Regions from separate parts of the Mus musculus genome. Here region 1 is linked to region 2. Evidence: chromatin contacts called from public ChIA-PET data. All regions are on one chromosome and are shown on one strand. The core of a region is the stretch at or near the end of the contact, and the rest is flanking DNA. Distances in the headings are between cores, read along the strand shown. Region 1 overlaps Gm36920 (a long non-coding RNA gene). Region 2 overlaps 1700025G04Rik (RIKEN cDNA 1700025G04 gene).

Region 1 (5,597 bases), core at 669-3,168, 230 kb after region 2:
ATTCACTTTACATCTGCATTTTCAAATAGGAGCAGATTTTGACAGAGGTTCACAGACTATTTGAGAAACATCATTTTAGGGTATTTCTTTTTAGTTTCAGAATCTTCCCTAGAGCCAGTGTGATCTGGTACTTAACCCATTTATTTACCATCCTTGGGAGGCAGGGGGTTAGAGAAAGGTCCAGAAGACAACAGAAGCCATAGATAAAGGGAGGGGCCACACAGCAATGAAAATAGACCATGGCATTAAACAGAGTAAACAACAAGGTGTCTCTGAATGTGGGTGAGACACCCTTCGCCTTCACATGAACACTCTAATAACACAAGAGTAGGAACCGCTCATCAATTGATATTCACATCAAGTCTCACTGGGTGTTACCTATCAGAGGTGTGTTGCTTAGTCCTTGATGAAACTTTCTGTATTTTTGAGAAGATCAGAACTAATCCAAACACATTGCAAATAGATAACAGAGCCCATTTTTCAAGCTTGCTCTTGGCTGGAGTCGAAGCCTGGGCTTTTAGTCACCATGGCAGTACATTGTAGCTAAGATCAGTAGGTCTGAAAAAAGAAATCCATAAATATGATATCATAGTCACTAGGAGGATGATTAGCTATTATAAGGGTACCCTGAAGTTGGTAAGAAGATCCTTTTGTAGTTAAACAGAACCCACCTCAGGGCTGGAGAGATGGCTCAGCAGGTAAGAGCACTGACTGATCTTCCAGAGGACCTGGGTTCGATTCCCAGCACACACATGATAACCCATAACCATTGATAGCACCAGTTCCAGGGGATCCAACCCTCTCATCTGGCCTCTGCCAACACTGCATGAGTGTGGTAGACAGACAGACACGCTGGCACTCACACATATATATTAATTAAATAAAAATTTTATAAAAGTTCGTCTCCACAATTTATCAATTTGATGAACTTGGATTTTTATAGATTGAGTTCCCACTAAAAATATACACCTGAGTAATCTAGGAGAACTTCCTAGAAGACACAGACTTGGTAGGAATCAGACACTGGCTAACTCTCTTCCTTAAATAGCTGTCCATTCCCATGCAAGTGCAACCACTGAATTCAGCTTCTCTCCCCCAGCTGCTGGTGCAGTGGCTTTGCTGGGGTACACGCTCTTGCTGTGAGCTGTGCTATCCACTGCAGTCCTGCAATGAGGAGGAGCCAGGAAGCATCATTGCCTGCCAGCCAGTTCAGGCCGTGCATTAGCAGTCAGCCTACCTCGGCCGGCCTTGCTGCGCAGGCTTGGCCCAATCTGTAAGGCAAGGCAATTTTCCATCTCTAATTTTCTGCAAACTCACTGTCCCCTAAGAACAAATAGCTATAATCAAAATGCCTCCTGTTGACTTTGCAAAACCTTGGAGCAAGGCTAACCACAGGTTTCTAAATGCTCATCTTCAAAGCAGATCTTTAAGGATGTAAACTCAGGGGAGGAAGAGCTTCAAGAGAAACCACTGCAAAGGGCGGTGGAGCTGTGGGCTGGGCATGGTAAAGAGCACCTTGTCCATCCTCCGCACCTTGTCACGTACAGAGCTTTGAAAAGGACTTTTTTTCTGCATTTGGTCTAATAGAATAACAAGCATAAACAAGAAGCAAAGGTTGCTAGAGTCTGGTGTCTACACAAGGTTTTGGAAATGGCCAGCATATACATAACTGCTAAGTCGCAGATAATGGGTGGGGGGAGGGGCTGGCATTGTCAGAGAACAGCCTGAATAATCGTCTTCTAAACAGATGAACTCTGATTCTTCCATTACTCACTTTATCCGTAATGTGTGCTGTGGACTGTCAACTCACGGAGCTGAAGAGGAATTATCCATGCAAGGCACAGACTTACGCTCAGGCTGCTCTTGTTTGCAGGAGATGAGATTAGTGCATAGGGATGAGGTAAGACAGCGGAAATTGACGGCCACCAGGTAGAAGAGATGCAGAGAGTGGGTGACAGGAAGCCAGGGGTGGAAGAGGGTTGAGGTGGACTACAGTTGTCAAGAGAAGTTCAGTGGAAGAGACTTTGCACAGGTTAGGATTTGGAGAGCAACAGAAGCAGGTATGGAGGGCGGGGGGGGGGGTGTTCTAGGAGAGGAGAAGCAGGCCAGGAGTGTCTTTTTTTTTTTTTTCTGCTTGTCAAAGTCTTTGAGGCTTTTCGAAGATGAAAGCCTGCGGATATCTCTGTGTCTTCACAGAAAACCAGTCCAGTGCACACAGTTACATAAAACATGGGGGCACTAGATGATGTCCAAAGGGACAAGTTATGTATTACAGATTTTTAAAAATAGCATCTTATATTCTAAACAGCATAAAATTGAAACCGTATTTCACCTTTTCCTTAGCTTGGAATACTCGAAATGTTTAGTTGTAAAAGAAATAATTATTTGAACAGATATGATCAAAAGTGCATGCCTGTGTGTGTGTGAGAGAGACAGAGAGAGGGAGAGAGAGAGAGAGACAGACAGACAGAGACAGAAAGAGAGAGAGACAGAGACAGAGAGAGACATAGACAGAGACGGAGCATGCACTCTGACCGAGCAGCAGCAAGTCCGAGTGACCCACCTGTTTCTCCCACACCAGTGCTGGGTTTGGAAGCCTGTGCTACCACGTCTACATTTTTTAGGTGGGTTCTGGGAATCTGAACTACAGAGTTGATGTTTATGTGGGAAGCACTTTCCTAAACAAGCCTAGCCTAGCTACCCAATGCTAGTGTGTGTGTGTGTGTGTGTGTGTGTGTGTGTGTTTTAGACAAAAATCTCATTAGGTAGCCCAGGCTGGCCTGAAGCACAGAATTCTCTTGTCTCAGCTTCTTGGCAGACTCTCATTTATATCTGTGATTATTTCCTGTTGCTCTCTAACCAAACAGCTGTGTTTGGAATGGGTGAATAAGATTCCATTATAATGAAAAATATCACAAACCTGCCACTTGGGGAGAAATTTTTGAAATGCTGAAATGGCTGAGAAGATAGTTTGCATCCCATTTGATGATTAAGGGAGAGCACTCTACAGTTCAGATGAAAAGCTGTGTTAGAACCATACACCTGCCTGCAAGCAGGATTTTAACCGGCAATTTGGCTTCTAGGTAATATATGATGACCTACACAATAAATTAATCTTTTTTTTTTTTTATTTCACGAGAAACACAAGGCCAAAACAGTGCCAAGTATGCTCCCCAGAATTGCTTGGCCATGTTCCCAGATGGTTCAACAGCCTAGCTCATCAACCTATTTGCTAGGTGGAGTCTTACTCTTCTGGTCTAACCAGATTGCAACATGTTCTTGTCCCACAGCCCCTGGTATCATGGGACAATAGTATTTTTAACTCTCCCTTGACTGGGGCCATTTTAAGGCTCTCTGTTTATCTCCTCTAGCTTGGATTAAAGTTCTATTAGTCAATTTAATCTCTTGTGGATGTAGATTCTACTTGAAAGATGTTCCTGATCAATGTCATCTATCTATAGTCTGCTTTCAATGATTGTTTTTCATGTCTAAAGATCATTTCCAGTATTCTTTTTTCCCTAAGTTTATTGCTACACAGACATTGATTAATTAATACCTTAATTTTACTTTATGTAGTTGGCTTCTGATAGTTCTAACAACTGGTGTGATTTGCTGTCTCTACTGAGACTCATTCATGGTTATGTTTCCTTTATTTACAATGACTGTATGCAACACGAAGCTTTCATGATAAATTTTTTTGAGGTAGGTTGTAAAGTTTGCTCGTCAGATAGCTTGTGTGTTTGTTTCTACTTTACAAAGATACTAGCTCTCTCTAGTCCTAAGACTTGCTATAAACCTTGAGGTAAGTGTTGTTACTATGGCAGAATCTACAATCCCCTGGGAGATGGGCCTCTGGGCGACCTGTGGGAGATTTTATTGATTATATTAATTGATGTGGGGAAACTCATCTTACTTGTGGGTAAGAGGACCTTTCCCTGGGCTACTTGGTACTGGAGTGGAGGAAGGGAGTTGAGAAGCTCACTCTTTGTGTTATCGTCTATAGATAGTATGTGTGGCTGTTACTTGTGTTGATAACTTACACAATCCGTAAGGTGACATAAAGAGGTAAGTGCCAGGTCTTTAGCATGTACCAACCAGCAAGTCATTTCATTATCTGAGTGATAAAAGGCTTTACCCACCCATGTCCCCCTGTTCCAGGCCATGCATCTAGTCACAGTTTCGAGATGGCAATATCTGTTCAGACACCCTGTACTCAATCTCTTATTCTTCCAAAGAGTAGCCTGGAGCAGTACCCATCAATGGCAATATAGGTCTCCAGTTCTGTTCAGGCTCCCTCAAGTCAGAATCTGATAAAAGAATTTCTGTATAATTTGCCTAGTTTGGAAGTCAGTTCCAGGACATTGAAGGGATGCATAAGCCATGAAAGACATCAAAACCAACCATCAGGAGTTACTAATAGGTTATGATCACTGGCGGCAGCTAAAGCTTGCTACTTCTGAGGGCGTCTAAGGAAGTCGATTAAACACAGCTTAGAACCCTGGTGGAACAGAAAGCTAAATTGTTTGTCCATCAACTCCAAATCCTTCCCATGCAAGGCAGCATGGGTTGCCTCATTCCTTGGTGTATATGGAAGATAGCTAGATTTAGGCCTGCAGCTATACAATTCCCCCAGGAGCCACAGGAAGCCACCAAAGTGTGTGTGTGTGTGTGTGTGTGTGTGTGTGTGTGTGTGTGTGTGTGTGTGTGTGTGTGTGTGTGTGTAAGCCTCCACCGGCAGGTGACCTGCAGGATAAGTGCAGGGATATGGGTGGGGTGTCAGTAGAGCCCCTTTTCCTTGGAAACAGGAACTCACTGAAATTCATTTATTTACCATAATCAAGCAGAGCCACATTAATGTCAAAACAGGAGAAGAATAATGTAAGCCGGAGGCTCACTAATGGGAGCTTGACCTTGTGCAATGCTGTGCAGAGAGAGAACACAGTCTCTAAAGGTTGTTCAATGGACAAAGGTTAAAAAACAGCCAGTAAGCAAAACAAAGTTTTGGTCTCTTCAGCAAATTCCTTCATATGACTGTCCATGCATTTGGCATGAGGTCAGCCATGCAATTAGAGCTTAACAGCAGATAGAGTGATGCTCATTGTACTCACATTAGAGGGGGGATATGCCTGGTGTATACATAGTAATGAGGGGAATGCCTGGTATATGCATATTAGAAGAGGATATGCCTTGCTTGTGCACATTAGAAGAGAATATGCCTGGTGTGTGCATATTAGAAGAGGATATGCCTGGTGTGTGCACATTAGGAAATATGCATGGTATTTGCATATTAGAAGGTATTATGCCTGATACATATATATTAGAAGGGGATATGCCTGGTGTGGCTTTAAAGGAAAAAAAGCTCTTAAGTCTGTGTCAAAAAATTGTGTGGATCCAGTGTTTTCAGTTCTCCAGGATTTTTTGCCAGGACCATGGGGAGGACAGGGCTGGAGATGAAGAATTAGAAGGAGGAGCGGGAATGGGGAGAGGGAGAAGTTTCTCTTCTTATATGGGTATCAAAAGGATGTTAGTCATGCTGTAGGAAATGTTGTGGCCATAATGATGAATGCCTCCAGGACCCTGCCCAAACCAGGGCAATA
Region 2 (6,002 bases), core at 1,126-3,625:
GAGGACCCAGCATCCTCATGGCTGTTCACAACTGTCTCTAACTGGAGTTCCGAAAGGCCTATGCATCTTCAGGTCTCCACAGACAGCAAAAATACGCATGCAGGCAAGACTCACACTCAAAGTAAAACTACATCTTTTTTAAAAAGCTACAGGAGAAAATGCTGTATGGATAACAAAGAAAGCTGGACTGTGGCTGCAGACCACTCTTTCTAGAAGACGCACTACAGGATCCTGAGAAAAACAGAGGAAGCGGGTGCATTTCAAAGTCAGGTTTTGCTTTGTTGCTGTTTTTAATGTTCACTTTTAGAGACTTTGAATAAATACCCAGAGAAGAGAAAACTGTAAAACACAGCCCCTTGGACCCATGTCTAACTTTAAATCAATCAGCTGGGGCCTCTGGGATCTCATTCCTAAATATTAGAATCTGTCTCTAGAAGGAATGCTTTAAAAAAAAAAAAAAACACCAAAAGCCTAACTCCCCGATGATCTGCACACCGTTTAAACTTTAAATGCCAGGCTAGTGTTCAGTCCTCAATTCCCTCTTACTGATTTCCTTTGTTTGTAGTCAGCATCCAGGCCCTCCTCTATCACAGACCTCCTTGGTCTCCTTCAAGCCACAGGTTTCCTCTGTGTGTGTGCTGGTTTTGGTCTTGGTCATTTGACCTGGGAAGTTTTGATGTTTTGTTGATTACAACTACAAAGTATCCTCTACCAACCACCCCCACTTGACCCCTTCATGTTGTGTACATCGGCACTTGGCTGTAGACTTCTGATCAGTTAGATTCAGGTTCAGTATTTTGGCAAACATAATTTTAAAGACTGTTGAGTTCTATCAAGATATATGAAGGTATGTATATGGGAGAGGCAGCTTAGTCAACGGTAAAGTAGTGACTGCTATACAAGGAGAAGGATCTCAAGATGTCAGTAAAAGCAGGGGGAGGGGAAAGAGGAGGGGAGGGGGGCAGCAGGGGGAGGAGAGGAGGAAGGGAGGGGGAGGGGAGAGGATGAGGAGAGGAGAGAAGGGGAGGGAAAAGGAAGGGAGAGGGAGAGGAGAGGGGAGGGAAGGGGAGCGGAGGGGAGGGAAGGGAAAAGGATTGGGTGTGGCAGCACAAATTTGGAATCCCAGCTAATCTGGGGAGGAAAAGCTCACTGGCTGAACTGGCAAGCCCCAAGAAAATGGCAAATCCCATCTCAAAAAATAAAGTACATGACTCCTAAGGAATGACACAGGAGACTGTCCTCTGACCTACACACACACACACACACACACACACAGAGAGAGAGAGGGAGAGAGAGAGAGGGAGAGAGAGAGAGAGAGAGAGAGAGAGAGAGAGAGAACTGACATACTTTATTTATCTCTCATAGGAAAAAAGAGCCATTTCAAAAGGACAATCTGAAAGCGCTCGGGTAGGTGGCACTGAACCACAACAAATCCTGTCTTAACAAGTTAAAAAGCAAGAAGTGATGCTTTGTCCTCCAGCTTCCAAATGTGCTTGGTGCCAACCCCCCACACCACACACACACACACACACACACACACACACCACACACACACACACCACACACACACACACACACACACACGGCAACAAACAACAACATACTACAATCTTTTATTTTTGTGTTTACTTCGATGGGAAATCCTGAGTTTTAAAAGTCTGCCATTAAAACTGTCAAAATGAGAAATTTCTGTGCTCTCTTCCAAGAAAACTCATAGAAGAGAATTCTCTACCATGTCAACTCAAGGGATCGAGATCTTTAGCTTCTAGACAGAGTCCATACAACCACAATCCTTTATCTTGCAAGAAAAATATTTAGCCAATGACACAGTATTGGTGTTAACTATTAACACAAGATAACACAGGGACTCAAGGTGTGTGACCCGGATTCTCACCACCCTCCCCCATGACACTTCTCTACAGGAACACACTCAATGCATCGACTGTCTCTCTTCTGGAAAGCTGCCTCGTTGCCTTTAACCTGTCTCTTGTGTATACCCCTAAAGAATAAATTTCTCTTCAACATTTATATCCAATATGCTCCAAAGCATTGAACATCCCCATGTACTAGAATTACCCTGTCATTAGAAATAAATATCATGTCTAAAACAAGGCAAGTTTTGAATTATAGAGCAGTAGTCTAAGGTAAAATTGACCCAGAAAAATAAACAGACTTTTCATTACAAAAGTGTACATCCAGATCCTGGCATTTAAGAACGAGTCTGTTCTCAATGCACACCTATAATGTGACTTTTGTTAGGGCGGATGCTAAGTCAAAGGCCAGCAAGTGATGCCAGTGCAGAGACCGCAGACAAGCAACCACTGCAGAGAACAAGAGAAAAGGCGACAGATGAGCTTTTATAGGAAGCTGTGTCACCTGACAGGCCCAGCTCAAACATTTCCTCTGCTGGAAGCGTTCCCCCCACACCGCATGGAAGTAGTAACCCAACACAGCTTGCTGTTTTCTCATTTGCATCCTGTCTGTCTCAGCACAAATCACAGTTCATGTGACCCTTGAACCAATGCTGAATCGTTCTAGGTGTTTCCACACTGAGAACTCAGCAGGTACCATCGGGGTCGCCTCAGATTGGAAACTCTTAATTTTTAGACGCCTTGTCTGCCTCCATCCACTGGGCTACCCTTCTCCCTGTGAGCATTCAGTGTTCCCTGAGTGACAGCATAAAGTAGTTCTCTCGTTCTCTTCATGACAATCATGTGACCTGCACATGTTTTCTGCATAGCTATTGCACGTTCATCTTCAGATTAAAAGGAACTAGATTAGAATTGAATATGACTCCCTCCAGAGTCTCCCAGCTAGTAAGCGGGTGACCTGGAGCCTGCTGTGGTTGAGAATAACGGACTGGAGCAATGGTGAGCATAACTCTGGGGACAGAACTCAGAGAAAGGGTCAGAGATCTTCCTTTGCCTGGGATCTCTACGTAAAGCGGCATCATGAGAAGGAAGAACTATGAGTTAGAGCTAACACCTTCAGATGAAAAGCGTGTTAGCAGTCTGCACTCCCCAGGAAAAAGAATTCTTTCATTGAAAGAACTTTAATATCTGCTTATTCTAGAAAGCCAAGCTGAGATTCGAGTCACTATGGGAAACGCTGTCCTTGTGCAGACCCCACCGAGGGCAGGACATCCCACTTCCTACTCAGGGCACACATCAGGCTCAAGATCCCCTCGAATGGCCATCTTTCAGACTCTGCTGAGCTATCTTGGCCCAGTGACCTGTTTCAGAGTCACCACATCAGCATCTCAGAGTGCCCTGTCTCCAGATATTCTGCAATGGCCAGCACAACAAAGGGCACTGATGGAATGACAACATTCTAGAGACTTCACTACCGTCCCTTAGAGAGGACCAGGGCAGCTTCGGGAGAAAGGGTGCAACACCCAGAGAAATAAATCAACAGTCTAATTACAGGGAAAGAATGTGGAATGAATTCTCCCAGTATACCCAAACAGGATAGGGTATATAGGGATGTAGTATCTCAACACTTGGGAGGCTGAGGCAAAAGGATGCTGAGTTTGAGGCCAGTCTGGAATACAGAGTGAGACCATGAGGTCAGAAAAAGAAGCAAAAGTAGGAGTGGACACAATGCTGCTTTCTCAGGTACAGTATTTACAAAGGAATTTTACATTGTAGGCTCTGGCACCAACCGCAAACTCATGAAAGTAGATTGCCACAGGGCGTGGAGCCTTCTGGTAGAGGGGGAAAGTTGTCACGGTATTTATAGACTTTTTCCCCCCAGTGGAATATAAAATCCAGTACTCAGGGGTGAACACACTTCAGGCTGTAAAACACATTGGAGTGCTTCTTGTCAGCCCCAGGCCCCAATCCATGAGCCAGCTAGGGAAGAAGGCCCTGTCATACACATACTGGTCTCACCCAGAGCTGAGTGTGCAGGGCGCACCGCCCACAGAAATAAAACAGACTGTGGCAGTGAGAATGGAAGTGTTAAATAAACGATACAGCGACTTTGCACCTAAGCGTTAGGGAAGGGCCTGGGAGTGGGAAATCTCCAGGAAAGGCATGGAGGCTTTCTCCACTTCCCTTGGTTCGCCTTTGATTCACACTCAAAACCCAGACTACTGCTATTACCAACTTCAAATTACAATGCCTCGTGTGAAAATAAGCCGGGGGAGAATGGAGCCAATTCTTTTAAAATGACAACGTCATATGGTGTTTTAATTATCTAAAATACTGACGGTCAAACACCAAATTCTGACTTCCTCGTAACAGTCACACATGGAATTATCGACTCACACGGTGACAATATAAACTGATAACATCATAATCTTTTCATTTATAGCTTCCTTTTTTTCAAACACAGACATTTTTTTTTTCATCACAGAATATATCCAAGAAGATAAGATAATAAGGATCACCTGACATGTGACAAGAGAGCGGAGTGGGGGTGGGGAACCAGGAAGGAGAGAGGGAGAGGGGAGTGGGGGTGGGGAACCAGGAAGGAGAGAGGGAGAGGGCAGTACAGAGGATTCAGACAAGGTACAATGACAGGTACATTTTAAACACCACAATGGAACCGATGACTTTGTATCCTAATTTAAAATTAATTTAAAACAGAAAAGAAAAAAAAGATGTTCCAAAGAATATCAAGTCTAGAAGAATAAAGACTTTAATCTTTACAATCAAGTGAGTTCAGACCCTCAGAGTACTTAAGGATCTAATCCAAGCCTTGACCCAGAAAGTATGCATCAATCACCGGAAACTCGAATCGGAGCCAAACTGTTAAGTGCCATAGGGACTAATGGCCAGTGTAAGTAAAGTTCCCCGGGATCCTCTGTGCCTAAGCAGCCCTGTCTTAGAAGTCTGTCAGCCACAGGGCTGGGTCAGCAGCACTGGTGAAGATTGGTCAACATTTTCAGATGTTCCATTGCTCATAAATTTTATTATAACCCTCTTTTATATATCTTCATGACACAAGTACATTCAGAGACACAAAGGGATTTAATGGAGGTTCGACTGCTAACAGACTCAGAATTTGCACTATATGGCCTTGCCTAACTTACAGTCTATTACTGCATAACATATAATGGCAGTTAGAAACAGCTGTCTTTTTAATGACTGTTTCCTATGTGCCCAGTTCTAAGCAATTCACAAACATTTTCCCTTTCTACCGGACCGCTGTCACCCAAGGGTCTACTGTGTCCACTTTACAAATGGCTATCCTAGAGCTGAATAACTTGCAAGTTCATCCAAGAGTCAGGGCAAAGTTAGGACTTGACCCAAGAGTCCAAGGTACATTTCAGTATCAGCATCTTCTATTGACTGATCACCCCATATCTGAACAGAATCCAAAGGCTTGGCTGTGACAGTCATTGTTATCATCCATATACCCAGTGAATGAGCACCAGGCCCTGTTAACATCCGTGCCTACTGGACATGAAACACTACAAAAACAAACTAAGGTTTTTACTTTAATTATGGCCCAACTCTTTGACAAGCTTCTACAATAATGACGAATATTAGATTATCTTTAAAGCAGTTTACAGCAGCTTTAAATACGCTAATAAGTTTCCAGGAAGCACAGAAGTATACATTCATTCCATAATGGTTAAACTGCTAGCTCTGCCCAATCACCCATAAACCAGGAAACACACAACCTACCACCCATGGCTTCAGTACGGGATTTAAGGAAGATCATGTATGTGCTTAGCTTTGATGCACACGATCACTCAAAACTACTATAACCAAGCAGCATTGCCCCTGCCTTCTCATTTGAAATTGAACCTAAAAATAGTAAGATCCTTTTAGGTTCAGTATGAATAAAAGAATAAACAGCCCAGGGAATAAATGTGTTATGCTAAATGAAAGTCTAAGCCTGGAAACAAGCACCTACAGTTAGGGCAGGTCTGATACCTGATTTCCAAACAAAACGGATGCTCCCCCCAAAGAACAAATATATATAATTTATGTATATACATACATATATATGTATAATATATATATATATATATATTATGTGTGTATGTGTAC

What was found. ChIA-PET counts read pairs in DNA pulled down with a chosen protein or histone mark.
Region 1: a contact with region 2 is called in an RNA polymerase II ChIA-PET map of memory CD8 T cells, with 31 read pairs. The contact joins two enhancer-like sites. A contact is called at or near these places in 3 of 484 Hi-C or Micro-C datasets (CD4 T cells, embryonic fibroblasts and nephron progenitors) and 5 of 115 datasets of contacts at active chromatin or transcription factors (acute myeloid leukemia, bone marrow-derived macrophages, embryonic fibroblasts and 2 more).

Annotation. Positions count from the first base shown.
Region 1 is chr1:152,268,668-152,274,264 of GRCm38.p6, forward strand. All of the region lies in intron 3 of Gm36920 (a long non-coding RNA gene), which reads right to left. Among named protein-coding and RNA genes, the nearest start is that of Gm36920, 19 kb to the right of the region's middle. Within about 2 kb of position 1,919, at least 26 of the 459 cell types and tissues checked have an H3K27ac peak or open chromatin away from gene starts, as enhancers often do. A contact at or near this core is called in memory CD8 T cells, where this site is marked.
Region 2 is chr1:152,035,901-152,041,902 of GRCm38.p6, forward strand. All of the region lies in intron 1 of 1700025G04Rik (RIKEN cDNA 1700025G04 gene), which reads right to left. Among named protein-coding and RNA genes, the nearest start is that of 1700025G04Rik, 51 kb to the right of the region's middle. Within about 2 kb of position 2,376, at least 53 of the 459 cell types and tissues checked have an H3K27ac peak or open chromatin away from gene starts, as enhancers often do. A contact at or near this core is called in memory CD8 T cells, where this site is marked.